Regions from separate parts of the Mus musculus genome. Here regions 1, 2 and 4 are each linked to region 3. A link is a contact called in public ChIA-PET and Hi-C data. All regions are on one chromosome and are shown on one strand. Each heading gives the region's core, a stretch centred on a gene start, on an enhancer-like site or on the middle of the called end of the contact. The rest is flanking DNA. Distances are from core to core; before and after follow the strand shown. Region 1 overlaps Gm33332 (a long non-coding RNA gene). Region 2 has its middle 22 kb from the start of Olig3. Region 3 has its middle 35 kb from the start of Gm33104. Region 4 has its middle 7.7 kb from the start of Olig3.

The links. A called contact is a pair of places that touch in the nucleus more often than the background predicts. ChIA-PET counts read pairs in DNA pulled down with a chosen protein or histone mark.
Region 1: a contact with region 3 is called in a Hi-C map of the 63-12 cell line, with 4 times the contacts expected there. The contact joins two enhancer-like sites. A contact is called at or near these places in 2 of 39 promoter capture datasets (HPC-7-derived erythroid cells and hippocampal neurons), 2 of 15 datasets of contacts at CTCF or cohesin (large pre-B cells and stem cell-derived epiblast-like cells), 23 of 484 Hi-C or Micro-C datasets (the 63-12 cell line, B cells, CD8 T cells and 17 more), 4 of 115 datasets of contacts at active chromatin or transcription factors (the 230-238 cell line, the HPC-7 cell line, bone marrow-derived dendritic cells and 1 more) and 1 of 9 other capture datasets (adipose tissue).
Region 2: a contact with region 3 is called in an RNA polymerase II ChIA-PET map of memory CD8 T cells, with 74 read pairs. The contact joins two enhancer-like sites. A contact is called at or near these places in 3 of 115 datasets of contacts at active chromatin or transcription factors (embryonic stem cells and memory CD8 T cells) and 1 of 9 other capture datasets (embryonic stem cells).
Region 4: a Hi-C map of the HPC-7 cell line shows a contact between it and region 3, with 4 times the contacts expected there. The contact joins two enhancer-like sites. A contact is called at or near these places in 6 of 39 promoter capture datasets (the C10 cell line, cranial neural crest, embryonic stem cells and 2 more), 3 of 484 Hi-C or Micro-C datasets (the Ba/F3 cell line, the HPC-7 cell line and nephron progenitors), 3 of 115 datasets of contacts at active chromatin or transcription factors (embryonic forebrain, embryonic hindbrain and embryonic stem cells) and 2 of 9 other capture datasets (embryonic stem cells and pancreatic islet).

What each region holds. Positions count from the first base shown.
Region 1 is chr10:19,663,734-19,671,426 of GRCm38.p6, reverse strand. It overlaps Gm33332 (a long non-coding RNA gene), which reads left to right. Exons shown (of 4, transcript XR_380146.2): 2 at 2,145-2,276. Among named protein-coding and RNA genes, the nearest start is that of Il20ra, 45 kb to the left of the region's middle. Within about 2 kb of position 2,241, at least 16 of the 459 cell types and tissues checked have an H3K27ac peak or open chromatin away from gene starts, as enhancers often do. A contact at or near this core is called in the 63-12 cell line and regulatory T cells, where this site is marked.
Region 2 is chr10:19,330,442-19,338,278 of GRCm38.p6, reverse strand. No RefSeq gene overlaps it. Among named protein-coding and RNA genes, the nearest start is that of Olig3, 22 kb to the left of the region's middle. Within about 2 kb of position 4,693, at least 17 of the 459 cell types and tissues checked have an H3K27ac peak or open chromatin away from gene starts, as enhancers often do. A contact at or near this core is called in memory CD8 T cells, where this site is marked.
Region 3 is chr10:19,517,766-19,524,923 of GRCm38.p6, reverse strand. No RefSeq gene overlaps it. Among named protein-coding and RNA genes, the nearest start is that of Gm33104, 35 kb to the right of the region's middle. Within about 2 kb of position 2,518, at least 79 of the 459 cell types and tissues checked have an H3K27ac peak or open chromatin away from gene starts, as enhancers often do. A contact at or near this core is called in the 63-12 cell line, the HPC-7 cell line, memory CD8 T cells and 1 more, where this site is marked.
Region 4 is chr10:19,360,376-19,368,030 of GRCm38.p6, reverse strand. No RefSeq gene overlaps it. Among named protein-coding and RNA genes, the nearest start is that of Olig3, 7.7 kb to the right of the region's middle. Within about 2 kb of position 3,205, at least 1 of the 459 cell types and tissues checked has an H3K27ac peak or open chromatin away from gene starts, as enhancers often do. A contact at or near this core is called in the HPC-7 cell line, where this site is marked.

The DNA.
Region 1 (7,693 bases), core at 992-3,491, 150 kb before region 3:
ACTAATACCAAACTACTGCCTCAAAATACCAACCAACTTCCAACCGGTTGCACTTGTTTCTCCAAATGAATATTATTTCTTGATCTAACACCAGCCTGACAGTGTTCTCGAAGAGAGCACCCATTTTCCTAGCATGTCTGCTCCCTAGACGAGATTAGATGGGACAAAGACTGTCTAGTGTGGCTGGCCATGGGCGTGTCACATCCTATTATGAAAAGATGTTTGCATCATCTGTATTCTAGGTTGATGACAGCCTACCTTGTAAATCATGCGATTATACTTATAATTATGTTTGTTGGAGAAGTGGATCTGAGCTGAAGTGATTGGTGGCAAGGGAAATCCATTTACAGTTTTTATTAGCAGCAAAATCTAAAGCCTTAAAAATCACAATGGTGCCCAACTATATAGAACCAAGGTGATGTTTCTCATGTTATCACTATTTTAAGCCACTTGGCTGACTGTTTGGGGTTACCTATGTCTTAATGTGTTTAGGAATTGCTTTGCTTGTGTCTATAGTTTTGCATTCATCAAGATGCTTCTGACTCAAGACCCATGATTCCAAGCTGGTGTTTATAGATGTGTTTGTAGAATTTAAACTACCAGTTTAAATGAGATGATAAAATGAAGGACTTAGTTCAAACACTTTTGCTTTTTAAAACTATTTCCTTGGTAAAATAATGTGTAATAGTATATTTTAGTTAAATATTTTCAAACTCACTTTTATAGCCTTATATAAATCCTCTCTATGCCAGAGAAAATATTAGTGAGCCTTCATCTACCAACACTAACATGCATACCTCTATCCTGATGTGTGACTGGAATATGGTTAAAAACTAAATAAAGAAAAATGAAGGTACTAGTATTTAATAAAGAGAGTAGATTTAGCATCATAATAGGAAAAACTCACAAACTACTCCTTCTTGCATAACTAATATTTATAAGTCACTTGATGAGCCATTTTGAGATCGCTCTCTTCGTAGCCTGTGTAGTTAACAGCTGGGGTATCTAACAGTAGTGGCTCAGTCAAACTTCAGGGTCCAGATTTGGATGTTTGGATCAGTGGTTTATAGGCATAACTTACCTTCAGATACCAGAGAGTTTCTTAGTAGAAAAAACAAAAGCAGAGCAAAGAAGTCCTGATTCTAATTTTTCCTCCTGTATGTATATGTATATGTATATGTATATGTATATGTATATGTATATGATGTATATGTATATGTATATGTATATGATGTATATGTATATGTATATGTATATGTATATGATGTATATGTATATGTATATGTATATGATGTATATGTATATGATGTATATGTATATGTATATGTTGTATATGTATACACACACACACACTGGCAAGACTGCCCTACAAATTTTGGCTTCTTTTTAGCAAGGCTCGTTACAGTATCACAGCAAGAGGTTGCCTGGATTTTCTGTAGTGTGCTCCAGTGGCTTCAGAGACGTACCCATCAGCATATACTATGTTCTTAGAAGAAGACAATGCCACATGGATGGTGTGGTCCCTAATAGAAGTGACCGTCTACCAAGATTTTACATGCAAAAGTTAATGTAAAAACTCTCAAAAGATGCCACTTTTTATAGTATATCTGAGAGTTTGAAATAGCTTGCAATTCTGTATGAAATGGTGAGAGAAATACTCAGAATAATACTAGTTTGTCCTCATAAAAGTACTTGTGTTAGCTTGGATTTAATAATAAAATACCACAGCCTTAGTGGCTTCTAAAATACATTTTCCCTCCACAGCTCTAGGGATTGGACAGGTTTTGAGTCTGCTGAGACCCCATGTCCTGGTTCCTGGGTAGCACTTTCTTGCTGTGTCATTCTCAGAGGGTAGAAAGATGAAAGTTCACTCTTGTGCCTCTTTGCTAAGAGTATTAATTTCATTGATGAAAGCTCCTTCTCCATTCTCTAAGGGTCTCTGTAGTATCCTGGCTAAGTGTGTATCTTCAGTATCCTCCACAGCCCGGGGATTTGCTTATCCCCCAGCTAGTTGCTCTATTTAGGAGAATGTGAAACACCTGTAGGATGTGGATCCTGATTGGCAGAATTAACTCACTGGGGGTGGGCCTTGGAAGATGATAACCAACCTCTGGCTCTGATCCCACTCTCTCTCTGCTGCCTAGTCAACCATGATGTGGCTGAGTCGGTTTCACCAATCTCGATGCATAATGTTCTGCTCAAGCATCTGGGGCCAAGAAATGATGAACTTCTGAAACCATGACCGAAATTAGCCTTTCCTCTTCTGTCTCTGTCAGGTATGATTACCATAGCAAAGCACAGTTCCACTTCCTAGTATTGTCACCTTGAAAGTTAGAATGGCAACATATGAATGTTCCCCTTTTACGAAACACAGATTTGTTTCCCATGCAGTAGAATCTGAATATCCTTTCTCCTCCCTCAACCACTGCCAGCTTCTCCTCACTTCCTCTCCCGCCCACACCCTTTCCCTTTCTGTCTCTCATCAGAAAAGAATGGGTTTCTAAGAGGTAACAACAAAATAAAATATAAGAAGATAAAACAAAACCATCATATTGAAGTTGGACAAGCCAAGCCAACAGAAAAATAAGAGTCCCAAAGCAGGCCCAAGAATCAGAGACCCACTCGTTCACCCAGAAGCCCCACAAAAGTATTAAACTGAAAGCTTAGGATATATGACAATAGCTTCTTGTTTAAAATTTTATTTATTTACATCCCAAATGCTGCCCCTCTTCTTGTTCCTCCTCACAGAGACTCTCCCCCTTTCACCTCCCCTTCTCCCCTGAGAGGGTTCTCCCTGTCCCTGTATCTCCACCAACCCTGGAACATCAAGTCTCTGCCAGATTAGGCACATCCTCTCCCACTGAGGCCAGACAAGGCAGCCCTGTTGGTGAACCGATACCACAGTCAGGCTACAGCTTTAGGGAGAGCCTCTGCTCCAGTTGTGGGGCTCGCATGGAGACTGGGCTGAACGTCTGCTCTGTACATGCTGGGTCCTTGTTTCAGCCTATGAGTGTTCTTTGATTGGTGACTCAGTCTCTGAGAGCTCCCAGGGGTCTAGGTTAGTCGTCTCTGTGGGTCTTCCTATGGGGTTCCTGTCCCCTTCAGGGACTTCAATCCTTTTCGCAAAAGCGTCCCCGACCTCCATCCAATGTTTGCCAGAGCGTGGCTGTGAAGCTTGGTCAATCTGCATTTAAACTGGAGCCCAGATCAGTGCCCTGGAAGCTGAACTCAGGGAGTCTAGGCTTACTCTTTGGTGAAGCACAGAAATGTAAGCCAAGTTCAGGGAGTTATTTCAAAGGTCAACGGAGAATGGAAGTAATACTTAAGATCCAAAATAGGAATCCTTACATGTCAGGCACAGATGAGAGCTTTACCAGATAACACACCCACAGATGAGTGTCCATGAAAAAGCTGTCACATGAAGTCAGACAAAAGAATGTGCATCCACTCCTGTCACTGCAAGTTCTTCTGAGATCATATGGTTTCATATTTTCTTTTCTTTTTTTTCAATTTTTATACTGTATTTTTATTTTTTCTTATTTAAATACATTTTATACATCAAACATATTAATAATATTGATTATTTTGAGAATAAAATAATTCATAAAAATTGCTCAACTTTTATACTCATATCCCTTCAAACCCTAAAAATACTATTAATGAATACTTAATACTATCCATGACTGAGGATCCTATATCTAATGTTGAATACCAAATTGTTTCAAAACATATAAAATATCCTTTGGGGGCTAAGCATATAAAAGAGCATAAAATATTAAAGATGAGTAATTAAGAAATATATTCAAAAGCCCATATATGATACCACCTGACATAGTGAGAGAATATTTAAATGCATAGTATATCTGTGTACATTGTCTAATAGTTTACTTTAAAAAGATTATCAGTGTTTCCAGGAGAGATATTATTTTATCAGTAAGTATATTTTAAGAATTTCAAAATAGCAAAAACTCTTAGAAGTTAAACATTAAGAAAATGCTAAGAAACCCTGTCTCAAATAAAACAAAAAAATGCTAATTTCAAGCACAGTGAGAAAATTATCAATAATATTTCCATGATGTTTGTAAAACATGATTTTAATATTTCCAACTGTTAATATTCAACAAACAGAATAATTACTTTAAGATATATTTCATTATTATATCTACTTTTTCATGTCTGATTTTATTTATTTGGATACTGTCTCTTGTCCTCTGGTTAGTCTGGCAAAAAGTTTATCTATCTTGTTGATTTTCTCTTAGCACTGATCTCATTGTGTCCCATAAGTTTTGGTATGATATGTCTTCATTTTCATTAAATTCTAAAAAGCCTTTAATTTCTTCCTTTCTTTCTTCCTCGACCAAGTTATCATTGAATAGAGTTGTTGAGCTTCCATGTGTATGTGTGTTTTCTGTTGTTTTTGTTGGTATTTAAGACAAGTCTTAGTCTGTGGCGATCTGATAGGATGCATGGGATTATTTCCATCTTCTTGTATCTGTTGAGACCTGTTTTGTGAACAATTATATGATCAATTTTGGAAGGGGTACCATGTATGTGTGCTTTGAGCTTCAGTAAAGTTTCTTTAATGAATGTGGATGCCCTTGCATTTGGAGCATAGATATTCAGGATTGAGAATTCATCTTGGTAGATTTTTTTTTCCTTTGACCAGTATGAAGTGTCCTTCCTTATCTTTTTTGATAACTTTTGGTTGAAAATTGATTTTATTTGATATTAGAATAGTTACTCCAGCTGGATTTTCAAGACCATTTGCTTGAAAATTTGTTTTCCAACCTTTTATTCTGAGGTAGTGCCTGCCTTTGTCACTGAGGTGAGTTTCCTGTATGCAGCAAAATGTTGGGTCCCGTTTAAGTATCCAGTCTGTTAGTCTATGTCTTTTTGGGGGGAATTGAGTCCATTGATGTTAAGAGATATAAAGGAAAAGTGATTGTTACTTCCTGTTATTTTGTTGCTAGAGGTGGAATTCTTTTTGTGTGGCTATCTTCTTTTGGGTTTGTTGAAAGATTACTTTCTTGCTTTTTCTAGGGTGTAGTTTCCCTCCTTGTGTTGGTGTTTTCAGTCTATTATCCTTTGAGGGGTTGGATTTATGGAAAGATATTGTGTAAATTTGGTTTTGTCATGGAATATCTTGGTTTCTCTATCTAAGGTAATTAAGAATTTTGCTGGGTATAGTAGCCTGGGCTGGCATTTGTGTTCTCTTAGGATCTGTATGAGATCTGCCCAGGATCTTCTAGCTTTCTTAGGCTCTGGTGTGTAGTCTGGTGTAATTCTGATAGGTCTGCCTTAATATGTTACTTGATCTTTTTCCCTTACTACTTTTAATATTCTTTCTTTGTTTAGTGCATTTATTGTTCTAGTTATTATGTGACAGGAAGAATTTCTTTTCTGGTCCAGTCTATTTTGAGTTCTGTAGGCTTCTTGTACGTTCATGGGCATCTCTTTCTTTAGGCTGGGGAAGTTTTCTTCCATAATTTTGTTGAAGATATTTACTGGCCTTTTAAGTTGTAAATCTTCCTTCTCGTATATACCTATTATCCTCAAGTTTGGTCTTCTCATTGTATCCTGGATTTCCTGGATGTTTTGTGTTAGGATCTTTTTGCATTTCAAATTTTCTTCGATTGTTGTGTTCATGTTTTCTATGGTATCTTCTGCATCTGAGATTCTCTCTTCCATCTCTTGTATTCAGTTGGTGATGCTTGCATCTCTGAATCCTGACCTCCTTTCTAGGATTTCTAACTCTAGGTTTGTCTCCTTTTGTGATGTTTTTATTGTTTCTACTTCCATTTTTAGTTCTTGAATGGTTTTGTTCATTTCCTTCACCTCTTTGATTGTGTTTCCTATAATTCTTTAAGGAGTTTTTGTGTTTCCTCTTTAAGGGCTTCTAGTGTTTACCTGTGTTCTCCTGTATTTCTTTAAGGGAGTTCTTTATGTCCTTCTTAAAGTCCTCTATCACTATTATGAGCAGTGATTTTAGATCCAAATCTTGCTTTTCTGGTTTGATGGTGTAACCAGGATTTGCAATGGCGGGAGAATTGGGTTCTGATGATGACAAGTAACCTTGGTTTCTCTTGCTTATGTTCTTGTGCTTGCCTTCTGCCACCTGATTATTTCTAGTGCTACCTGATCTTGCTATATATGACTGGGGCCTGTCCTTCCTCTGATCCTGGTTGTGTCAGAACTCCTTAGAGTTCAGCAATCTCTATGATCCTGTGATTCTGGGATCCTTTGATCCTGAGATCCTGGGTATGTCAGTGCTCCTGGGAGTCATGCTGCCTCTGCAATCCTGAGATCCTGGTGTGACCAAGCTCCTAGGATCCTTGGTTTTATGTTTTTTTTTACTTTTATTATATATGTGTATATATATATATATATATATATATATATATATATATATGGATGTAATGTTGTATATATGTCTGTGTACACGTGTATAGTACAGAGACCAGAAGAGGGCAATAGATTCTCTGAGACTAGATTTATAGATAATGGGTGCTGGGAATGGAACCTGGGACTTAAGAAAGTTGCCAGTCCTCTTACCTGCTGAGGTATAAATCTAGCTCCAAGAAAAATATTTTAATGAGAATACAATAACCTAAAAGACACACTTATATGCTTTACAAAATTCCTATAATTGAAAAACATTTTGATGTTTTCCACTTTTGTGTGTTTTATTATTAGTAGCAATAATACAAGAATAATAATTAATAAAGAACTATTTCCTTTCTTTTCTATCTGGGCTAAAATCTTTTTGCCTTTGGTAAGCCCAGAAATACTACTAGTCAATCAAAATATGTGAATGTTTTAAAGCCATTTGGTTTCTAAACTGGCTTCCCTAATTTATTGATCTCATTCCATCTGTGTCAAACTGAATATTATAATTAGATATTTTTGTAATTCATACATACAATGACATTTTAAGATTGGAAAATTATTAATGAGCTGAAAAATAAAAATGAATGGCAATTAAATTTCCTCTTCCAAGAACTGTCTGTGTTTTTGGTCTGGTATTTTTATTGATTTCTAAGTCTTTAAATATTAAGAATATTAACTCTGTTTATCATCTCTGCTTCAGAGTTCTCATCTCATTCCCTCTTGAATTCACTTTATGATGATTTTAAGATTCGCAAAGCCTTATGTATGCTACAAAATATTGAAATTTTTGCCAGCATGACCTCTTCCATTGCTTTATGCTCTAAAATCCCTCTACTTGCCAGGGAAATAGAAAAGTAAGCGCTTCCTTTTAAGTTTAAGTCAATAATATTTTCATGTTGTTGATTATTGGGTTAGCTTTGAGTTTCTTTGATGGTTTGAGAAGAAGGACAGCATTGCCTTTGACTGAATCATAGAGATAGGCTCATGCATCCAGGTCCCAAGCAAATGAACAATGGATTAACTGTACAAAGGAGATACGTGTAGCAAGGTGCACAGCTTTAGATTTAGCTCAGCAGTTTCTCTTAAACACAGTGAAGTCTCTTGTCCTTTTTCTTAGCTATACAAGGCAAACCACAATGCTTCCACCTTATTTCAGTGCCTCTGAATATATAAAAAATATATTCATATTAAATAAATAAATAAAATATATTATATAAAATATATACATATGTAATATATAAAATATATAAAAACTTTGATCTCTCTCTCTCTCTCTCTCTCTCTCTTTCTCTCCCTCCCTCCCTCC
Region 2 (7,837 bases), core at 3,444-5,943, 190 kb after region 3:
AATTAACAAATTTGTGAGAAAAGTGAAATACATGAAGCAATTTCATAATTAGATTAAGGGGAATTCAGTTATCTGAATGGATTTTTTCCCCACCCAGATGAGCCTGAAATATTTTCAGGGACCCACCACAATCCCACTTTATTCGGACAGTCACTACAATTGATGGTGCTTTTATAAGAGGCAAGTCAAGTGCTTTGATTTTTAGAAAATCCTCCCCCAAACAGGCTGATTTTAAAAATCTTCATTATCTTAGCCAACATAACTTAATATGCATCAAGCACTATTTTACGGACTAACAAATATTAATTCATCAAAGCATCATAGTAGCCATATGGGGTAGATGCTATAAAATCTTATACCTCCTCTCTTCTGGGGGTAGGACAGATTAGCTTGTCCCAAACACATGGGCCTTGAGCATCCCTCCCAGATGCTTCTGTTCCCAACACACCTGTTTTGAACACATTGCTATATAGGCCACTGTTTCTCAAGTTTACAACAGAAACAGATGAATGGACATAAAACGCACTTTCAAGGGCTTTGTTGCAAGATACGGAAAAAGCAGAAGGAAGATAAGAAAGGACAACATCATCTCGTAACAGATTCCACGCAAATACTCATCTCCGTGTGCTGAGTAGCTACATAATTTCTAGAATTAAGAAAGCTCTTCCTGAAATGGATGAAGTCCACATTTTGTCTAATTCTGATGTATGCCCTGGAACCCTAAGGCAAGCCTCTCCCCCCCCCCCCGCCCCCGCCCCCTCCCCCTCCCCCTCCCCCTCCCCCTCCCCCCCCCCCCCAAAGGGTGCTTGCAAGATACCCATGGGCTGGGAAAGCAGTTTACCTGGTACAGAGCGCTTAGTACACACTCAGCTGTGGCTTTAGTAATGGCTTCAGCTCAGAACCTCGTAAACTAGACACACTGGCACTCACCCATAATCCCAGAACTTGGGAGGGCGAGGCTGGAGTTCAAAGTCATCCTTGATACATAGCCAGTTCAAGGCCAACGCTGTCTAAGAAGACCCTTTCTAAATAAATGAATAAATAAATATATGTAGACAAAAGCTCTCTACAAAGCAGAGTACAAAATTAAAACGGTTGAATAGAATAGATCTGTGACCTTGGAAGAACTATTTCTTGAGGCTAGGCCTTGATTTTCTCATCTCCAATGACAGTTTTGTTTTGTTTTGTTTTTGTTTTTGTTTTTGTTTTTGTTTTGGTTTTGGTTTTTCGAGATAGTGTTTCTCTGTGTAGCCCTGGCTGTCCTGGAACTCACTTTGTAGAACAGGCTGGCCTCGAACTCTAAAATCTACCTGCCCCTGCCTCCCAAGTGCTGGGATTAAAGGTGTGCGCCACCACTGCCCGGCTGAGAAGCTATTTTGAGGATAGCACCATCGCTTTGAGTCTCATATTTTTGTGCTTTTCTCCTATGAATCTTTCTTTTGTCAATTTAGTCATAGACCAGACAAAGTATCTAGAAGGGCAAAAAGAATAAAGTTGTTTTCACACCTCCCTTACATTTCTCCATTCTGTATTTATTTATTTATTTATTTATTTATTTATTTATTTATTTATTATGTATACATGTTTCTGGGTCCTATAGTCCTCAAATGCAGTATCTGTGTTCTGTGTACAGTCTGTTGTCCATACATAGGCTTATACTCTAGGTATGTTTTCTGGGACAATCCCAGCTGAGACATTTGTTCTCTATTTATAACTAAGTGGTATAATGTAATTAAGCAGGTGGCTTCCTTCAAAAGTGGGTCTATCTTGATATAAAACTCTATGCTCACTATTGTCAGCACACCTGAATATCCAAGGTAAAACTGACCCAGGAGGGAGCAGCAAGGCTGCAAGAAACCCCAAAGTTGGGTCATGGAAGCCAGACACATGGACGTGAGAATGGTGTTTCTAATATCAGTGAATGGAAGAGACTTCAAGAAAAGAATTTAAAATGTATTTTTAATAGAGCTTAAAAGGGAAAGAAGAGAATGTTTTAGCAGGCAGCGTGCTTTCCAGTCAGGAAGAACTGAGGTCCTCGTGGCAAGGAGCTTAGAAAGAGAGTAACTCAGGACCATGTATACAGTAGCTTTGGATACAGACCTCACTTGGTTGAGGTAAATTGAACCTTTGAACATCTTTTCACAGAAACACATAACAGCACTGAAGACACAAAATGAGATGATGAGAAAAAAATTGGATTATGAAATAAAATTATAAAAGTGCTAGTCTCACAATGAGCTAAATTCACACTTGGATGAATGGCAGAAATAGTGAGAGGTTTCAAATCCTATTCATTAAGGAGAGGAGTTTGGACCCAAGGCATTGCAGAGAAGAAAAGCATGGTGGGAACTTCTTTATTCTGAGTGACAGTTTCTAGTGGAATTCTGAACTGTGGAAGGGTTGCTTGGAGAGCAAGGGGCAGAGAGCGCTCTCTGAGATTCACTTCCATTTTCCAACCTCTGTCATGGTTGCATGAACACCAAGACTAGATGTGGATCTACCCTATGGATAATCTATGACTTCCTTTTACTAACAGAATTTTATTCTGTTTTCATGTTAAAATTAATGTGACAATGGTACTTTAGGATATTTCTAAGTAAAATGTTGCTCAATTAGATACAGTGTAGCCTTGGAAATGTAATAAGCAGGAGAGCAATACTGAGTTGTTATTTTTTTTTATTACCAACTTAATTGTTGATTCCGATGTGTTAAAACTGAAGCAGCCTTCCTCCTATAATGTCTAATGAAGTCCAAGATCAAACAAAATCCTGCTAATTAGTAAGTTAATGAGGACAAGTTCACGGGCAGAGTTATGTTCATAATTACATGTTTCAAAGCATCTTGAAGCAAAATAAGATCCCAATTTGTGGCTCTAATATTACAAACTTGGCCTTTGTTCCTTGGGGATGTACGAAGAAAAATTCTGTGGGCTGCACACTGTTAATAATGTACGATGCTGGCAACATGACCCCTCAGCAAACAGTGAACTGCAATCAGCTCATTGCTACCGATACCAAGTTGCTTTAAGGAAGAAAAAGATGACACTTAGGGAAGGAACCAGAATTAAAGGCCAATGGACATCAGTTCTTCACATTTACACTTTGTATACGGACGGAGGAAGATGGGCCCACAAAGATAAAGACGTCCTACTCTGTTGCTACCCTGTTAGAATAGAGAACATTGATCCCCATGTAAAAAACTGAGAATTTTTTTTCCTTACCAACAAACTGGTGTGGTTTAACACTCCTGGTTAGTGTTATCCCGGGTTCCTCTCAGAAATACCAATAAGCATTTTACTTTAGGACTTTAGATTTGCTGTTATTTGGACATGATTCACACTTACTTATGAGTGGCTCTTTTTGGCTTTGCCACACTGAAGCTATAGCTCTGATACCATGGGATCTGAAAAAGCAAGTATTGAAACTTACTAGACTATGTATCAACTGCTTAGATGACCACTCGTCAACCCAGATCACTGCTAAATGACACAAAACTAACGCTGACCATCAGCACAGCCATCTTCTCAACTTTGTATCATCTTACCGGTTGCATAGGACACAATGTGTTTCATTGTGATGTTTTCATATACATGAATTGTGCTTTGCTTTGAAGCCACATTTTCTTTATGCATTCATCTGTTGATGGGCATCTAGGATGATTCTATATAGTACCTACAATAAATAGTGTTGCATTAGACATGGATATGCAGCCACCTCTGTGAGAATGTCAACTTAGATTCTGCTGGATGTAGACTCAGGGAAGGCAGATGTACAAGCATTGCCATCTTGATTTTGCACAAGGATTTTCCAACCCCACCATTGTGTATAGCGCTTTGCAAAATACATTATCCAGCAAGGTAGACACTCAAAGTGCTTGATATGAGGTTTTATGACTTAAAAGGATGATGGTGCTAGGCGTAAAACCATTAGTGGGTAAAGTAGGATGGCAAAGCCCCCTCTTCTTGTTCTTGGACTTTGCAAAGTGGGTCTGCAATCACTTTTGACATCATTGACCATCTGAAGACAGAGCAAAGAGTCTGATTTCCCCTGCTTTCTAGATGAATTGCAGAATTCATGTTCAGCTGCATTTAGTTAGCACCAAGGACCCCAGGATCTATAAACTTAGTTATCTAAATAAGGTGAGAAGCCAATGGCTATAAGGTTTATTTAATGGTGAGGTTGCTTAATTATTCATGTTGAATGAAGGCTGAGCTGTTCAGATTTTCTCATAGCAGCACCCCTCCCCACTTGCCCTTTCTCTGTGCCCCTATTTTCCTGCCTTAGAAAGATGAGGGGAATGTGACACTTCCTTAGAAAGATAAGGGGAATGTGACACTTCTGGGATCCCCCTCAATACCTTTGCACTAGAAAATTATTCTGAGATATCCTGGTAAGATTTCAGCTCTGGCAGGGTCAGATAGTATGGCCAACACCTGCCATAGTTGGATGACCTTGAGGGGCTTAGCCTCACAGTGGAAGAGGATCCAGCAGGTGATAATCCTCTTTACAAACACAACCTCTTCTGACTGCATTGGAGGTAAGGGAAAGTGTGTGTGTGTGTGTGTGTGTGTGTGTGTGTGTGTGTGTGTGTGTGTGTGTATGTTTAAACTTTCCTTCTTGTCTTTATTTGTGTGCCACAGATGGCAGCCTCTCTGGCTTGTTATGAGCACAGGAAGTGGGTAAAGTGTGGTGAATTGCGAGAATGCCTCATGATTCAAATATGTCTCAAGGCCAATTCTCCTGAGATCATTTGGCAAGGCCAATTATCTATGAGTTTGGAAGAGCCTGAAATCTGAGATTTTTAAGTGTCCCCACACCCCAAAATTATTTTTCAAAACAACAAGGGACAGTTTCTCTTCACCAAGTACATAAGATTGTCGACTATTTTCTCATAGTTTTATAATTAACACATAAGACGAAAAACAATCACAGTTATTCTGAAATGAAATGAATGAATCTAGTAGCCAGTAGAGTAACTTATTTCAAAGCAGACTAGTAAATTGTGATCACACTTTCAACTGACAGAAAAAGAGAAAAAAGATATTTTATCCCTAAAGTAATTTCTTTTATGTTTTATGTACTAGTATAGTTTATTTTGAGTGTTTTCCCCCTCCTTCCCTTTCTCCCTCACTCCCTTCTTTCTTATTCCTTTATCCCTTCCTTTCTTTTTTCTCCCTTCTTCTTTTTCTCCCTCCCTCTTTCCCTGCCTCCCACCCTCCCTTCCTTCCTTCATCCCCTACCTTTTTTTTTTCTCTCTCTACCCCCATCCTTTCCTCCCTTCATTTCTTCTTGGGTCTCATGTATCCCAAACTTACCTTGAACTCTTGATCTCCACTCCCCAAGTGCTGACTTTACAGCTGTGCATCACCAGGCAGGGCTACTTATGATGCAATTCAGGCTTTCATACAGTAGAATTTTGGTAGCAACTCATTGACTGTCCACTAGGCACAAACAGTTCCAAAGAGCGAGTCTTGTGGAACTGGCCTTGTGGAAGTTCTCTGTGGAATGAAGAGGTTTTTGTAGTGAGCTTTTAGGTAGATTTTTAATGTAGCCATATTGCTACCACAGTAATTTGTGCAGTGCCAAAACACACTGTATTTATAATAATAGGAACTATATTTTATCAGTTCAGCTTCAGATGAAGAAACTGTGACCTTGGGAAACCTAAACAAGTTAATTGGTTCAGGAATTTTAAAACAACTGCCCACACTGGCACAAATAAAAGTTATACTAAACTTGTATTCCATAGTCAGTGGAACATTGACCCTCAAAAGCTTTGGCAAGCCCTATGAAAAAATATACAAGGCCTTGGGGTGTACGTCAGCGGGACAGCACTTGCCTATCATGATCAAATCCCTCAGGCTTGACCCCTAGCCATCAAAAAAAAAAAAAAACCTGAATGAGAGGATAGGTAAGTGATTCAGAGCAAATAGCAACAATCTTCTGTTCTTCTAGAATACTCATTTTCCCCATTTGTTATCCTTCAATGTCCTTCCTCCTTTCCCTTTGGACCCCTTCTTCCTACTTAGCTCCCCAGTGGCCAGACAAGTAGAAAAAAAAAAATGATACCATGCCCTTCATCAGCTGTTAACATCCATTACCTCCCCAGGAAGTGATGGAGACTTCTGGGTGCCTCCTTTTTCCATGATGAGAGTTGGAGGGACCAATCTCCTGCTGGTGTGTATAGCTGCTGTGCGATCATGGTTGCATCAGTAATATTGTGTCTACATGACAGTTTTTGTGACATTCATTCCCATTCTTCAGCTCTTACATCCTTTTTCTCATTCATCTGTGAAGTTCCCTGTGCCTCAAGGCCAGGGATGATAAAGATGCCCTGTTTAAGGCTGAATGGCCATTAGTCATTATTTTCACCACTTTGACCAGATAGTAGTATTCTCTGTGTTAACCTTCACCCTAAGCAGCTTCTCTGACTCGAGATGAAAGACACGCTAGTCTATGTGTATAAAAATAAATATGAGTATAAATGCAAATATTAATCTGTTATTCGCCTCTAATAGTCTGAAATGTTTTTCTTTGTTAAGGAAGAGATACAGTAATCTCTTTCAGTTATATAATGCTCTCAGGTACCTAATGATGCTATCAGTCTCATATTATAGTACAAAATTGCAAAAGTTGAGAAAAATCAGTTTCTTGACATCTGTTGAAGAGCAGACGCTTAGCAGCTGTGATCTCATGCGTACAGGGAGGAGGATGATTGCCCCTAGACTATGGTTTCCAAAATAGGGGCGTGCAAGTAACATTATACAGACATAGCAGTATTTAAATATTCCAAAATGTGGGTTTTTTATATAGTGCATTTACATATTCAGGAACACAAACACACACTAAAGGAAAACAAAGAGACCATGGATCTTAAAAAGAACAAAGTTGGGGATGTGGTTGGGTTTGGAGGAAGGAAAGGGGAATTGTGGATAGCAGGAAGCCATGTAAGGACTTTCAAATGGAAGGCATTCTAGGTTGTCTCTTTGAATGGAAACTCTTGAGATGATTGGTGTTGTAACACCAAATACAATGAAGTCAGTAGTCTTGGCCAAGTTATACAAGAAAAGAGAGCCCTTAGCTTTGAGACAGAAACAAATAAATACATCAATATTTTTGTGTCATTCTGTTACTATTAGATCGAAATAAAAGTGAGAAAATGTGATAAATATTAAACTACGTATATACAAGGTATTGCAACTCTTTTTCCTATTTTTGGATATCCTTAGCATTTGACTCTTTTTAAAATTTGTTTTTTTCTTGATATTATAATGTAATTATTTATTTCTGCCTTCTCTTTCCTCTGTCCAAACCCTCACATATAACCATCTTGTTCTTTTTCAAATTCATGACCTCTGTTTTTCATTCATTGCTATTATAAACATATATATGTATGTACATATATTCCTAAACACTTAAATACAACCTTCTCAGTTCATACAATGCTATTTTATGCATGTTTTCAGAGCTGATCATTTGGTACTGTATAATCAATTGGTTTGCTCTTTCCTAGAGAACACTCTTTCTGTCTCTTTTACCCCCCACCACAGCATTCCTTAGTTGCCTGTAGTTCTTTGTGTAGGGTTGAGGCTTAAGGGCTTTCCCCTATCTACAAAAACGTACTCATTTGAGTGAGCTGTCACAAATCAGAGGTCTAAGTTTTATCTGGATTAGTTATTTTTTCATTGTTTTGACAAAATATCTAATAGGAAGTTAATTAAGAGAGAAAGGGTCTTTGTAGGGGAGTTACAGTTTCAAAACAGCAAGCCTGTCTTGGTGGGAAGATGTAGTGGCAAGTGGGGAGGGCAGGAGTAGAGGCCCTCTGGCCACACTACAGC
Region 3 (7,158 bases), core at 1,269-3,768:
AGAGATGTCTCTAAATGGAAGTTTCTAGGCTTGATGATTTTCTAGATTTCTAGATTTCTAGTTCAAACGGTGACAAACTGCTCCTTTACTGAACATTTCCTGGACAAGCTTCGGGCAGGAACCCTTGCATGAGTGACAGGCCCCAGTCCGCCCTCGGTAGGCCCCCAGCCCTTAACACAATCTAAACATACTGACCTTGGTTTTTCGTTTTTGTTTTTGTTTTCTTTTTTTTTTTTTTTTTCAGGGAACAGTGTCTGCTTTATTATGTATAAACAACCACTTACATAGTGCAAGCCTATCAACTGACTGATTAGTGCATTACCTCAGCTTGGACGGTGGGCATTCAGACCTCCAGGGTCCCTAGGCCTAAGAAGCATATCAAAGCAGACGTGGGGAGTGCAGACTTGTCTGCAGGCCAGCGATCAGCTGCTCTACTTCAGAATCCAGTGTTCTGACTGCAGCAGCACGCTGAGCCTTGCTTCTTATTTAGAAGGCCAGTGTGCCACCATGTAAGCTGGCCACCAGGTAATGCCTGCATTTTCTCCTGCATGGGCTGACTGAAGTAAGTGTGTCACTGAAGGTAGGATCTGCTCGAAACATTTCTAGTTCTCCCTCCCCCTCCCCCTCTCTCCTCCCCTATCCTCCTCCCCCTCTCCCCCCACCTCCCATCTCTGCTTTGTGCTTTACAATCTTGAGTTCTCAAGTTGATGTTCCTATCGTACCATGCTGTCTACAATGATGATGCCATTGTCCCTCTGAAACCGTAAATGCTCATAAACTCTATATTTTTGGGCCTTCGTGCTTGTGCATATGGATACCTGTTCTTGTTAACTGAGGTATGTCCACACAGGATACAGTTTTTAATTCTTCAAAACTCACCCTGAGAAAGGCTCTGGGCTACACTGGGATCCCAAACACCCAGTGTAGTCACAGGCAGGAAAAAAAAGGGGGGGGGCTTTCTATTGACTTAAATCTGAATCTGAATGCTCCTCTCTGGATGGCACTCCATAATACATAAGAAAGAGGCTTGGAAATCTTACTGACAAGAACAGTTGTCTACCTTTATCCACAAAAAATAAATCCCAATGCTCCCCACCATGAATGTCTAAAATTCCATCCATTCTTTCATCCCCCATACGTACACAATACACATAGGCACATGGGTTGGCAAGAACAAGATGGAGTGAACCCTCATCATGCCTAATTTTAATAGTATGTGCTTTAAGACATGAATTATCTCTGGATTTTCCTGTTTAATATTTTCTTTTTGGACCACAGGTAGGATGAGACTACAGAAAGTCAGGTCTGGATAGATAGGGTTGCCATATGTCTTAGCAAGTATTCTATTGCTGTGTAGAGACGCCGTGACCATGGCAACTCTTATAAAGGAAAGAAAGCATTTAACTGGGGACTTGCTTACAGTTTCAGAAGTCTGGTATATTATCAGCATTGCAGGAAGCATGGTGACACATTGGTAGACATGGTCCTGGAGGAGCTGAGAGTTCTACAACCAGATCAGCAGGCAGCAGGCAGGAGAAAGACACTGGGCTTGGCTTGAGCGTTTGAAATCCCAAAGCCCACACCAGTGACACAGTTCCTCCAAGGAGGCCTCATCTGCTCCAACAAAGCCTCATCTCCTAATCCATTGGAATCCACACCCTAATGATTAAGCATTCAAGTATATGAGCCTGTGGGGGCCATTCCTGTTCAAACCACCACACCATAATATCATCTGCTCCATAAAACCAGCAAATGAATGTATTATTTCAGAAAATCTTCCCAATCTTAATAAAGATGTTAAGTGTGGGGATTTGGGGTATTGAAAGCCTTGTGGGGAACCAGCAAGTCTGCGGGATGCAGTAGTACAGTGTGTGAATATGATCGTGTGTTAGTTTCTCTTCTCATAGATGTAACAAAGTGGCTCCCAAAAGCCACTTAGAGAAGGAAGGCTTTATTGGGAACACAGTCCATCAGTGTGGAGAGAAGGAAGCCTTTATTGGGAACACAGTCCATCAGTGTGGAGAGTCACTAACAGGATCTTCCCATGCCACTTGTGTCTGTGGTCAGCAAGTAGAGAAGAATGTTGGTGCCATCTTTACATCCTAGCTCACAGGATGGTGTTGCCCGCAGTTGCATGCACTTTCTTCAGGTTGGACATCCTCCCAGGCCTGGTTAACAGATGTGTCACCTGGCGATTCCAAATCCAGTCACATCCACAATGACGATTAGCCACCACAGTCAGGTCTCAATGGCAAATGTTAGGAGCCGACAGAGTGTTGAAAGTCAGTCAGCGCTGGGAGAGCTGAGGTCCTCTGGAGAGAGGCACATTTAAGATTTTATATCAAGTGCTGTGTAGAGAGTTTGGAGGGAAGCAAGGAGGAGAGAAGTACTGTATCAGGGCTCAGCTGTCTTGGGAGATCCTGAGAGAGAAAAAGACACAAATTACAGATATGTCTGGCAAACCACACAAGAGCAATGTGTTCTGTCTGTCACACTGTGGTTTTGTTTCTTTGAGGAAGAACTGGCTTCCCAGGCTAAGCATTAAATGCCTTTGACTTGGCATAATTTCCTCCTTTAGAAGTCTCACTCAGAGGAAGCTGGGCACAGGCAACAAGCAGGGAGCCCTCGGCTTTGACTTTTTCTTTTTTGTCCTCTTAACTCGGCACTTTCCTTTGGGACAGTGTTTCTGGTTTGGTTTTGGTTTCTAACTACATTTACCTCTTTCTCTCTCTCTCTCTGTGCTCATGTCTCTCTCTTCTCTCTGTCTTTCTCTGTGTCTGTGTCTGTCTCTCTTCTTTCTGTGTCTGTCTCTGTCTCTGTCTGTGTCACTCTGTCTTGGTCTCTGTCTCTCTGTCTCTGTCTCTGTGTGTGTGTGTGTGTGTGTGTGTAAAATCTACAAGAGTTGATTGATTCTCTCCTTCCACCATATGTGTTCCAGAGACTGAACTTAAATCGTCAGACTTCACAGCAAGCGCCTCTACACACTGAGCCATGTTAGCTGTCCTGTGGTTTCCTTTAAAATTCACGCAAAAGTTTATAGTTCTTGTAAAATGCTTTTAGTTTAGACACACACAGACGGAGATTCAGTGTAATAAACCTGGTGCCTTCACTCTGGTGTTGATGATTGGCATGGTGCCTACTCTCTACATTTCCTCCTCCTCCTCCTCTTCTTCCTCCTCCTCCTCTTCTTCCTCCTTCCTCCTCTTTCTATTTTTTCTCCTGCATATTTAAAAGCAAATTCCATGCACACTGCTCTTCCACACTTTGTGTTTAGTGCATCTCTGAGAAGGGATTCTAACCATTTACTGTTATCACACATAAGTGGCAACAGTTCACCCCTATCCTTTAGTACCTAGCTCATATTTGAAGTTTCTGGAATGTTTAATAAATGTCCTTCTTAAAGGTGGGTTTTCTCCAATTCAGATGTCCATACAACAGCCACATGCTCTCTTGCTATTTTTCCTTCCAGTTGATTAAAAACAAATCCTGGATTTGATTGCTGCTTCATGGTGTCAGCACTGTTTAACAGCCACCTACTTCTGCCCTGAACATAAGTTGGAAAGATTTTATGTTCTGTTTGTTCCAGTTCTTGAATTGGTGGCTGGTCCTGGTAGCATCCTGAATCATTCGTGGAAAATAGCAGTTCTTGGATTCATGGAAGCTTTTCTTTTAATATCCCGGCTCTCTCACACTTCCAGCTGATGATGTCAGTGGTGTTGATTGTTGTCTGGCTGTTTACCTAACTGAGAAAAATGTTGGCTTTTCTATCGCATGGCTGTTTTCTGACTCTGTCATTCCTTAGGCTTGGAAACTGGCTTTGCAGAATAACTAATAATTTGGAATGACCGTTCCTTTATCAAGCAGGGCTACTTGGTTCTATTCAAGAAAAACAGGTTTAATACCGAACATTTTCATACCAGTCAGTACAAGGAGCTGTGACTCTCGCTTCCTCTAATGGTGAAGAATAAAATAGTTTTCTTTCTCCACTTTACAAAGTAGGTCTATGAGCATAGAGGTGACGCTATGTATTTATTTTTAGTTATGTATATGTGTGCATTTCTGGGAATGCACCCCATATGTATTAAGGTGCTCAGGGGGGTCTAAGGAGAGCAGCAAATCTCTCCGAGAGGTGGAGTGACAGCGGTTGCGAGCTGCCAGATGTGGTGCTGGGAATTGAACGTGGGTCCCCTGGAAAGCAGGAAGTGCTATTAACCGCTGAGCCATCTCTCCAGCCCCAGCGTATGGGTTTTATATACCCAATATATTATAGTTTGTTGCACCCATCCCTTCCCCAAGTTCCACTGTCAAGTCATGTGGTCACCGAGCCTGCTTCCAGTGGGTTTCTGTATTCTGTAGGTATTTTCCTTGACTTCTGGAAAAAGAGGTCATGGTTGTATGACTTGCCTTTGGTCTGAAACCAGCTATCGCTGTAGGGAAACAGTTCTTTATACAGGAAATTATTTTTGAAGACATGATTTAGGCACTACACATGTTGCTGCTATTATATTGTTACCTTTTTTTTTTAAGTTGTGCAGTTGGCATAGGTGAAAAAATACATATCCTTAAATATAAGCATTTTTCAGAGACCACAGCAATATTTAAATTTTTATGTGTATGTATGTTTTGTTCCTATGTATGTCTGTGTGCTGCACACAGGTAGTATTTATAGAGACCAAATGAGGGCACTGGATCCCTGGGAACTCTGGTTATAGACAATTGTAAGCTTCCCTGTGGATGCTGGGAATAGAACCTGGGACCTCTGGAAGAGCAGCCAGTGCTCTTAACCACTGAGGTACCTCTCCAGCTCCTATAGTAATACCTTTAAATGAAATTACATTACAGGGTTTTTACTAACCTGATTGTTTTTCTTGTTCTTTCTTTACCTGAAAAAAACAGTATTTACAACTGGCAGTAAAACCAGTATTACAACATACAATAATTTGCTTTATTTCATTATATACACAAACTAGTTCAAGCAGACTTGTAAATAAGACATCTGGTATATGTTCAAATATGGTTGTGGCCTAATTTGTCCTTATACCTACCAGGAACTTACAGTAATCATAATTTGAAGGTATCTGGTATAATTCATTTTTTTTTACATGATCTTGTTACTCATTTGGTCATTGATTTATGTCAGTTGATTATTTTGGTAGATTTCTTAGAATTTTCTAAAATGTATAAAATTTATGACTCTAAAATCTTTCACAGTAATCTCCTCCTAGAAATCTTGCCTCAAACATTACTGTTTCTACATGTTTTTTATTTAACTCCTTTTGTGTTTCACTTGGAAAATATAAAACACTTACATGCACACACACACACACACACACACACACTAAATAAATGTGATAAAAGATGCACTTTATAATATGTCACAGTGTTAACACTTTTGTTCCCACCCTCAGTGAACTTTCTCCATACTCAGCACACACTCTGACACTGAGACATACCCGCAACCTCATAACACCAACTTTCATATAAACAAAGAGGGAAATACAAAGTGCTCAATAACTGTGTATAGCCTATACAGTCCATGATTGCATATGACTTTCGTCCATTATATTGGATTTCTGTTTACTGTAAGCTATGAGGGGATATTTTGGTGTCATATATTTTCACAGTTTTGATGGCTTCCAGAGCTGCATGAGCAGTGACAAGTGGCTTAGTGGGTGAAGGCTCTTCCTTTCAAGCTTGGAACTCACATGTAGGAGAGAGCCTGTTCCCAAAGTTGTCCTTCTGACCTCCCTACACACACACACACACACACACACACACACACACACACACAGACACACACAGACACACACACACTTGCACGCGCACGTGCACACGTGCACACACATACCAAATACAATTTTTAAAATTCCTACATTCCTTTATCATCGTTTAGATTGTTTTGGGTTTGACACTTTTCTAAAAGAAAAACCTAATTCTTGCAATACTACTCGAATCCACTAGATGGCAATGCAGCATAGCAACTTGCTTTGTGGCCTTTAAGCCTCTGAACTCTTTTGATAGCCAAAAGAACATTTTTAAAATCCTTTTTTAAAAACCTAAATATAATCTCTTTTTAAAAGTTTAACAAATCTGTTCTATGCAAAAGAATATGGGAATAGGCCTATTGGAGAAATAGTTTGTATAGAAATCATCTTGCCATTTTAAATTTTAAAATTCTTTTCTTCTAAAACCAACACTTGTATTTCAAATTAATTTCATTTCAGATGAACGAGTAGTTAGAAAATTTTTGGAAATAAATCATTTGGTCACTAACACTTTAAACTTTGATCCATACCTGGGAAATGGGAACAAAACCAGCGATTTAGTCAGAATGTTGCCAAAATACTATTGCATTTATAATTAAAAATATGTAGCATTAAGTTACTAACTTAGTCAGCTGATTCTAGACAGATTTTTTTTTTAATTTCATTATGAGGAACTAAAAATTATTTTACAAATAAAATTGAGGATTATTTCTCATCCCTGAAAGAGTGGTAATATAAATAAACTGTATGTTAAGTCAGAACGTTTAGCTAATTGCTTTTCATCAACCATTCAACTGTATAAAGGGAGACATGGCGTTACAAGATAGTTTTGGTTTTTGATTCCAACTTTTGCTTGCATATGTAAATAAGATGCTTAACCTGTTTAGATTTCACGAAAAGAAGCCAAGGCAAGCAGCTTAGCTTTTCCTCACAGGGCTGGTAAAGAACTAGAAAGGACACCATGGGAGAAACCACCCCGGCCACACTTCAGTGATGACAACCTTACACGACGAAAGGCAAGATAAATAAAACTGCTGCCCATACTTCAAGTCAAAGATGTCGGATTTGCTGTGAGTTCATGCTGTAATTTAAGGTGAAAACTGCAGATAAGAAGGTCTTCGATGTGAAATGATGTATTTCCAGCTAAGGTCAAGACAGGGAAGCGTGTCTGCTTCAGCAAATCTTATCTGGATTGTATAACCCTTTCTCTGAAAGAAAACTCTTTTAAAGAGTTTCTCGGGCTGGTGAGATGGCTCAGTGGGTAAGAGCACCCGACTGCTCTTCCGAAGGTCCAGAGTTCAAATCCCAGCAACCACATGGTGGCTCACAACCATCCGTAACGAGATCTGACTCCCTCTTCTGGAGTGTCTGAAGACAGCTACAGTGTACTTAC
Region 4 (7,655 bases), core at 1,956-4,455, 160 kb after region 3:
GGTGGCTGCTTGTAATCTGAGCAGTGAAGAGGCAGAGGCAGAAAAATTCAGGGGACAAGGTGCTAAGTCAGACTAGCCAGAATTGATAAGCTCTAGGTTCATAAGAAGATCCTGCCTCAATATACAGTAGAGAGGGACCGAAGACGATGCCCAAGATCAGCCTTGGGCTTTTATATGCAGGTGCACATACGTACACTTTCACACACAAAAACACACACACACAAGCATACACACTAAGATAGATGACACCTGAGGAACAACACACAAGGTTGAACTCTGGCCTTCATACTCATGTACACAATAACACGGAAAACACACACACACACACACACACACACACACACATTTACTCTCCATCACACATTTATTCTCCATAGAATATCAAGCATGACAGTAACAACATGCTAGTGTGAGCATAAAAACTATAGTCTATCAGTGGACAGAACAGAGAGGTGAGCAACAGGCCCTTGGATAGTGCAGTTTGATAGATTGTAAGATAGCACCATTAACCAACAGGACCTGTGTTCAGAAAACTGTGTGTATTATATAGAGATAAGCACATATAACAAAATAATAGCAAATAGATTTTAGGTTGAGGAAATACAGTTAGGTACTAAGTCTATTCTGTGAGGCTTTATCGGAACAGTGGGTCCAGGTTTGGGGGGAGTATAGGAAGTCCAGGATAAAGGGACCTCATCTGAAGAAATCCTCTTGGCTGTCCCATGAAATGTTGAAAAGGATTGCATATAGCATCAGAATATGCATTTTAGAGGGCCAGAAGGGGGCAAACTCACCCTTTATCATAAACCCATTCCCATAACTAACCTACTTCAGCATTGACAGCATTGAACAATGCACGAGATCAGAGTGTCCATGACCTAACTGTCCTGAGAGGTCACATCTCTCAGCATTGCTGCAGTGAAGATTACATTTCCAACACTGGAATCTTGGGAGGCCCATACAGAGTCTACACAGAGAACTCCAGCAATGAAAATGCAAACCACAAGCAGTAAGTAGGGAAACGAGAAGAGGATTCAGACGGTGTCTCTTAGGCAAATTCTTGGGTGGATCCAGCAGGAGACACCTACAGCCCTGTTTGTGGCACTCTTCCCTAGAAAGGTACCTAGGAGCAGTTAAGTTCCATCACTCAGTATAGATTAAGTGAGATGTGACGGATACACGGGATACACGGGATACACAGGATACATGGGATACACAGGATACACGGGATACAGAGGAGGTGCTTTGCAAAAGTCAAAAGTTGGGCAAAGGACTAGCAAACGGCAAAGTGGACAAACATTAAAATGCAGCGGAATGGGAAGCAAAGGGGGCTGCAACACAAGCAGCTTCTACATTAAAAGATGCTTCCAGATGCAGCACCGACTACTTTGTCAGGGCTCCTACGTGTCCGGCACAGAAACGGCCATACATCCAACACATTTGCAACAGGCCAGCATGTAGGAGGAGAGAGGTCTGACTGTGCACTGAACAGAGTATTCCTTCCAACCCTCCTGATGACCGACCTGTCATGAATTTCTGTATGTTGTTGACCAGAGTTACAGATAAGCTTTACTCTGATTTACCCACCCAGAGGTGTTTGGATAAAGAATAGCATTGGAAAATGGAGACATTTTCTCCTTCTGGAGCAGAAGACGGGTTTGTTTGTGTTCAGGGGGTAGAAGAATAAGGCCTGGATACAAAATAAACATTATTCAGATCTTCTGGAGGTCCAGTTCAAAAGAATGGAGGTTTCTAAGTCAAGATCACTTCCATGTAACACAATCCCCACCTGAGCAGTGTGGATGGACCTCTGCATCGCTCCACCAGGAGAGAATGACAAAGGGAACAAAGACTATAGAGAAAAAGTTATGGAAAAATTTACTAAACTTGATGGCTTCGCCAAACTCTGAACACCCATTTGCATCGCAACGGTATGAAGTATGTTTGGACGAAATTGTATAAAATTTCTGAGGACAATAATTATAGAAAAGAGAAAGAATCTAGAACGACCAAATAAAGAATAGTGAAACCCATCTCACTTTTCACTGCTCCAGTGGACGCATACAGAAGAGATAGACAGACCCAGAGTATGGTATGGTGATGAGCATGTCTATATTCACTGTAAGGACTCCTGGGAGTGACCTTTTAGAGAGTCATCACTTTCCCTCTATCTCCCCTTTTCATTCTATTTCTCTCTAGTTCTCTGCACCCTCGTGGTACTATGAATACCAACCTCTTTAAGAACAAATTAGCATTTGGGTGATGCTGAAGTAAAACCACCATTTCTAAAAAGTGTCTCTCCGTTTTGATGTATTCCCAAAGTTACTGTTAGTGTGTGGGGAGACCTAGTATTAGCTGTGAACAACACAGACTTTAAAAAAAAAAACCCAAGTATTTCATACTTATCAATGATAGAAATTCTTGTGCTGAGTCCCATACTTCTTAGTCAGAGGAAGACAAACGACTCAGTTAAGAGCCTGCCCAACATTTTACAAGACAAAGGAAATGCCAGGAACCCAGTAGCTAAAGGTAAAATTAAGAGGAAAAAATAATCCAAATCCAAATGTTTTTTGGGAAAGGAAACCTTGGCAAACAGAGAGAGGGAGGAACATGGCTATTGTTTTGTCCCTGGAATTACTGAGAGTGCCTACTTAATGCCTGGAGTCTAGCGGACTACTTTATCAATAAACCAGTATATTTCAGTGAAAACGAAGCAAATGCCCTCCTCTGCTTCTATTTCCCCAAAAAACTGTATAGCAAGAGAGAATGGCTTCCTGATAATCGTATTTGTCTCTGAAAACCTGAAGCCCTGAAACATTGCTACTGTGGAGACCTGCAAAGGGACCTGGGATACTGAGGGGCAGAAGTATCTGGGCCACGGTTCACAAAGTCTGTCCTGCTGGGGTCCCAGTTCTCACATGGCTGGAGCGAACAGCTTGCAGGGCAGAAGACAGAACCAAAGTTCTGCTTAAATAAGACATTATTTGGTAGGCTTTTATATGTCTGTCCCCATGAGAGAGGGGCTATGCTGGCCTCCACTCTGTGTGAAACACACTTAAGGGCTCAACTTCATTTGGATCACCTTTGAGACACCCCCTCCCCTTGCTGTCTTTGCAAGACTGCCTTCCCTCCTAGTTCCTAGCTTATCATATGCAGGGTCACCCTACTGTGGCAAGAAAGGCAAGGGGCCACTTCCTTCAGGAGCTGTAATGGATGGCTAATTGTATGGCTTGACTGATTCCCCTTGCAATTATTGTGTTTAGCCCAAGGACTGGTTTCATATCTGTGTACGTATGACTTCCATAGCATGGAAATCTGCAGAAGCTTGGCTTTCCTTTTCGACAGTTTATTATTTAAGTGGAGCCACCAAGGCCAAAGTACAACAAATGGAAACTAATTATTTTCCCTATTAGTATAAAACATATGCGTGTGTGTATGTGTGTGTTTTCCTTGAAGGGTGCTTGTTTTGACAATTGACAGTCAACTGTTTGTAATGCCAAGTTAATTGTATGATTGTTGACTTTTACTTCTGCTTAAATAAGCTTTTTAGAGCTGGGCGTGGTGGCACACGCCTTTAATCCCAGCACTTGGGAGGCAGAGGCAGGCAGATTTCTGAGTTTGAGGCCAGCCTGGCCTACACTGTGAGTTCCAGGACAGCCAGGGCTATACAGAGAAACCCTGTCTCAACCCCCCCCCCCCAAAAGAAATTTATTTTAGACATACATTTAATTGTACCACAAAGTTGCTACCTAACAGATATAAAAACTCTAATAATTTAAATCTGTCTCTCTGTTTCTCTACTTTGTTTGCTAGTACACTTGAAATCTCATCTGTCTCCTCCATTCAAAACTTGAATAGTAATGGGGGAAAAAAAATCACCAAACTGAAACAACTATTAACTGTTGAAACAATCTAATAATTAGTTCAGAAAAAAGGTTGGAGAAATGATTTATAATCAAAGTGTCAAATGGAAGAAATGAATTCAGCACAGGAAAATGGGGGACAGAAAAGTCAAATAAGGTTTTAAAAAACTTTTGTGGACAAATCCCTAAGCTTGAAAGATTGCAAAGCACCAAAGGAGTTCTCCTTCTCTGAGAATCCAGGCTAGATTCAGTAACAGAGAGAGAGAGAGAGAGAGAGAGAGAGAGAGAGAGAGAGAGAGAGAGAGAGAGAGAGAGAGAGAGAGAGAGAGATCTTTGAGTTCTGGGCAGCAGGATTATTTATCTGGGATTTTGTTTTGTCTGGGTTTTCAATGAGGCAGCCCAGCTGTACATTTGGGGACAGACCGCAGCAGCTTCAATCAAGAGAGGGTTTGCTTCGATTCTTTGGAGGCTCCTGTCCCTCTGCAGGAATAGAGTAATTAGCAGACCATTATAAGTCTCGGCTTTATTGAAGGGAGGATACCTTACAGGTCACTGCTTTGAAACTTTTGTTCTGGGAGGGAAATTACAGGATTGTTTATGTGTCCAACACAGCCATGACAATGCTACAGTCCAGAGATGAGTTTCTGTAGGTCCTAGAGCCTCGGAGACAAGGAGTAAGTAATGCCGCCAATCTCCTTTATAAAAGATTCCCTCCACTCTCCTCCCTCCTTTCCTCCTCCTCCTCCTCCTTCTCCTCCTCCTCCTCCTCCTCCTCCTCCTCCTCTTCCTCCTCCTCCTCTTCCTCCTCCTCTTCCTCCTCCTCCTCCTTATTTTTTTACTTTATAAAACAGCTTAGGGATTTGCTCATTTGGTAGTAGCTATTGGAGACATGAATTAGAGGGGCCCCAGACTGAGGCTTATCTCTCAGTAATAAATCTCTCAACAATTGTGAGAAAAACTAAGTTCTGCCGCCATCTCTTCTGTTTATTTCCACATTGATGAAGGCATCGGTTTCTGTCCTCTCTGCCTAATAGGAGAAAGGGGCACTTAGTTTCTCCGGGATTGGGGTGGGCTGTGTGGGGGAGCAGCTGCTTTTTGCTGCGCTTTGCTGGTGGGTTTTATCGTCTGACTTAATAAGCGGTGTTTCGCGCTAGCCTTCTGAAGTCCCGAGGACCGGGGTATTTTTATGTTTTACTCTCGTTGTTCGTCGTTCCGCTGCCACTCCTCATGGTGCCTGACAACGTAGAAATGTTTAGAAAATGTTCCGCTACTAACGTAGCAGAAAATTAAGGAAAACCCCAAAGAAAAAGTAATCCCAAGATTTAGAACATGGTTTCCTGTTCTTCGCTCCTGGAGACACAAGGAAATACAGGGGCGAATACCTGGGGTGGGGTCGCTACAAAATGTGCAAGCTAGGAGCTCTATTTCTGTAGAATCAAGAACTTGGTTAGAAGGGCGTTTTAAGCACCCTACCTTAAGCACACAAAGTCAGGACCAGATTTATCAAGTTTTCCAGATCCAGAGGAGAAGATATGTGCTTTCAGGTCCTGGCTCTTGTACTGAAGGTCTCAGACTAGCAGGGAAATAACGCTTCCCTGTCAAGTCAGGGAAGGACAGACGCCTGAACGTTTAGAGAGAAGCTTTCCCAAACTGCTCCAGACCATTTTCCATAGCCTGCCCCCAGCTCCTGCCTCCCGGTGACAGTGCCGCAGAAAACTGACCACTCTATTTCCACATCAAGAACACCACAGCAAAGGTAAAGTTCGGGTTTCAGAGCTTAGATTCCTTCACCCTCCCGGTGCTCTCCCTAAGGTCTTGGTCTCCTAGCGGTCCACTCACTTCTGGAAAGCATTAAACTTTGAACCAAAGTCTGGTGACCAGAACAAGGTCCCATGTTTGTTTTAATTAGAGGAGGAAGGCAGCAGGATAGGTGGCCAGGATCCATTACCGCGATGGAAGGCTTTTCCTATGAGAGTTCCCGAGTAGGGAAAGCACACTGCCCTGGGATTACCTGGGCGGGTCCTTAACAAATATCCTCCGCGAGATTTACAAATCTTTAAGTGTCAGGCAGAGCCTGAAGGTAAAAGAAAAGAAACACGTGCTGGCCCCTCTTCGTTTCTGTTTCCACAAAGGTTTAAGCAGCGTTGCCAGGTTCTTCGAAGGAGTGGTGTAGTCCCCATAGATACCCTCCTCTCTAGAACGTCCTAACACCAGAGCCTGCTTCTGGGACCGGGCGTGGGAGCTGGAGCCTGGCTGGGATAGGGGTATCCAGACCGACAGTTCCCTTAGGATTCAGCCCCAGTCGCAAACCTGCGTCTCTGGAGTCTGGGCCTGGGCTCCAGTGCCAGAAAGCTCCTGAAGTCAGCGGCCACTTGTCCTCAAAGACAAAGCACCTACACAGTCGAGAGCCTGCAGAGCCGGGCAGTTAGCCACTTGACACCACCAGCTCCTGTGCTGGAACTCACCTTCTCAGGGATCCCCTGCACTCCCCTCCGGAGGCCGCGGTGTGCTGGGATGGGCTCATTGAAAAACCTCAAAGACTAGGCAGCTCCACAGCCAAGAACCTGAAAGAGCAGGGACTCAAGGAAGTGTACTAGGGAGATTAGGAGTGCTCCTCGGGCCCAAAAAGCTCAGCTCCTAGAGGCTCTCAGGAGAGCTGACACTCCTACCAAGGGCCCTACCTCGAGTCTAGGTCTTCCAGAGGACACGCCTAGAGTCTTCTGTGGATGCTCTATATTCCTTTTTTACCTCTTTCTACTTCTCCTACTTTCTCTCCTTCCACTCTTTCCCTCTCCCTACCTCTGCATCCTCCTACCCCCCTCCTCCCTAAACCTGGTGAGTGGAGGCCCAGCTGATCACAAGTCTCAGGTGGCCAGGGTGAGTGCCTGGACCAGATGCTTTTTCTGGCATTTTCCTTTCCTGGGTAAGGTAAGGGTCTGCCCGTGGACTCAAGCCTGGGGAACAGGCAGCCCTAAGACAAGAGGGAAAGACCTGTTCTAAGAAAGGTATTGTCTCCCCATGCACTGAGAGGCCCCCAAAGAGGCAAGACTGAATCTCTGTGTGGAGACTGGCCTGTTCTGAGTCCTAGGCCAGTTAGGGTACCCACTAGCCACAGAGATGAGGAGCTGCAAAGCCATTGAGCTTCCAACCTGAGAGCCAGCCTTTGGGTACAGTTGGGACCTTGTCTCAGAGGCAGGTGGGAAGAGGAGTCTCTCAAAAGTGAAATCTCTTCTCGGGACCTGGAAGACACAGAAAAATCTATGGGTCTAAGCTAGTGTTCCTGGAACCTACCCCTGTGAGGAGTGGTCTGTGCATTTGGTTCTGAGGGCACCAGGGCTTGGTGGAGGTGGGGAGGAGGCAATTTAAGGATACATAGAGCTTCCTGTTCTTGTAGCTAGGGAATGCGGGGCTGCACCAGCCCAGGCTGATCTTTCTTTCCACAGAGTAAATCCTCTGAGTTGGGTGTGGTGTGGGGGGGTGAGCCTCCTTAAGAAGGAAGATCTGGTGCAGGCCTGGTGACAAAAGCCAACCTCACTTTCACTTTCCTCTGGGGACTTAGGTTCACAGTCAGTGGACATGCAAGACTCCAAGAGGTTTTTAAGGTAGATTTTATTTCCTCTTTCATGCAAAGTAACATCTAATCAGGGTTGGAAGTATTCTGGTTGTGTTTCTAGATTGAATTTAAAAGTACTTAAAACTTGTAAACTTGTAAAGAGATTGTGTACTCATAATCGAAACAGCTCTCTAAGCAAGAACTGTTATTACCTTCCCCTCGGTGTGGTCCTGTGAGTT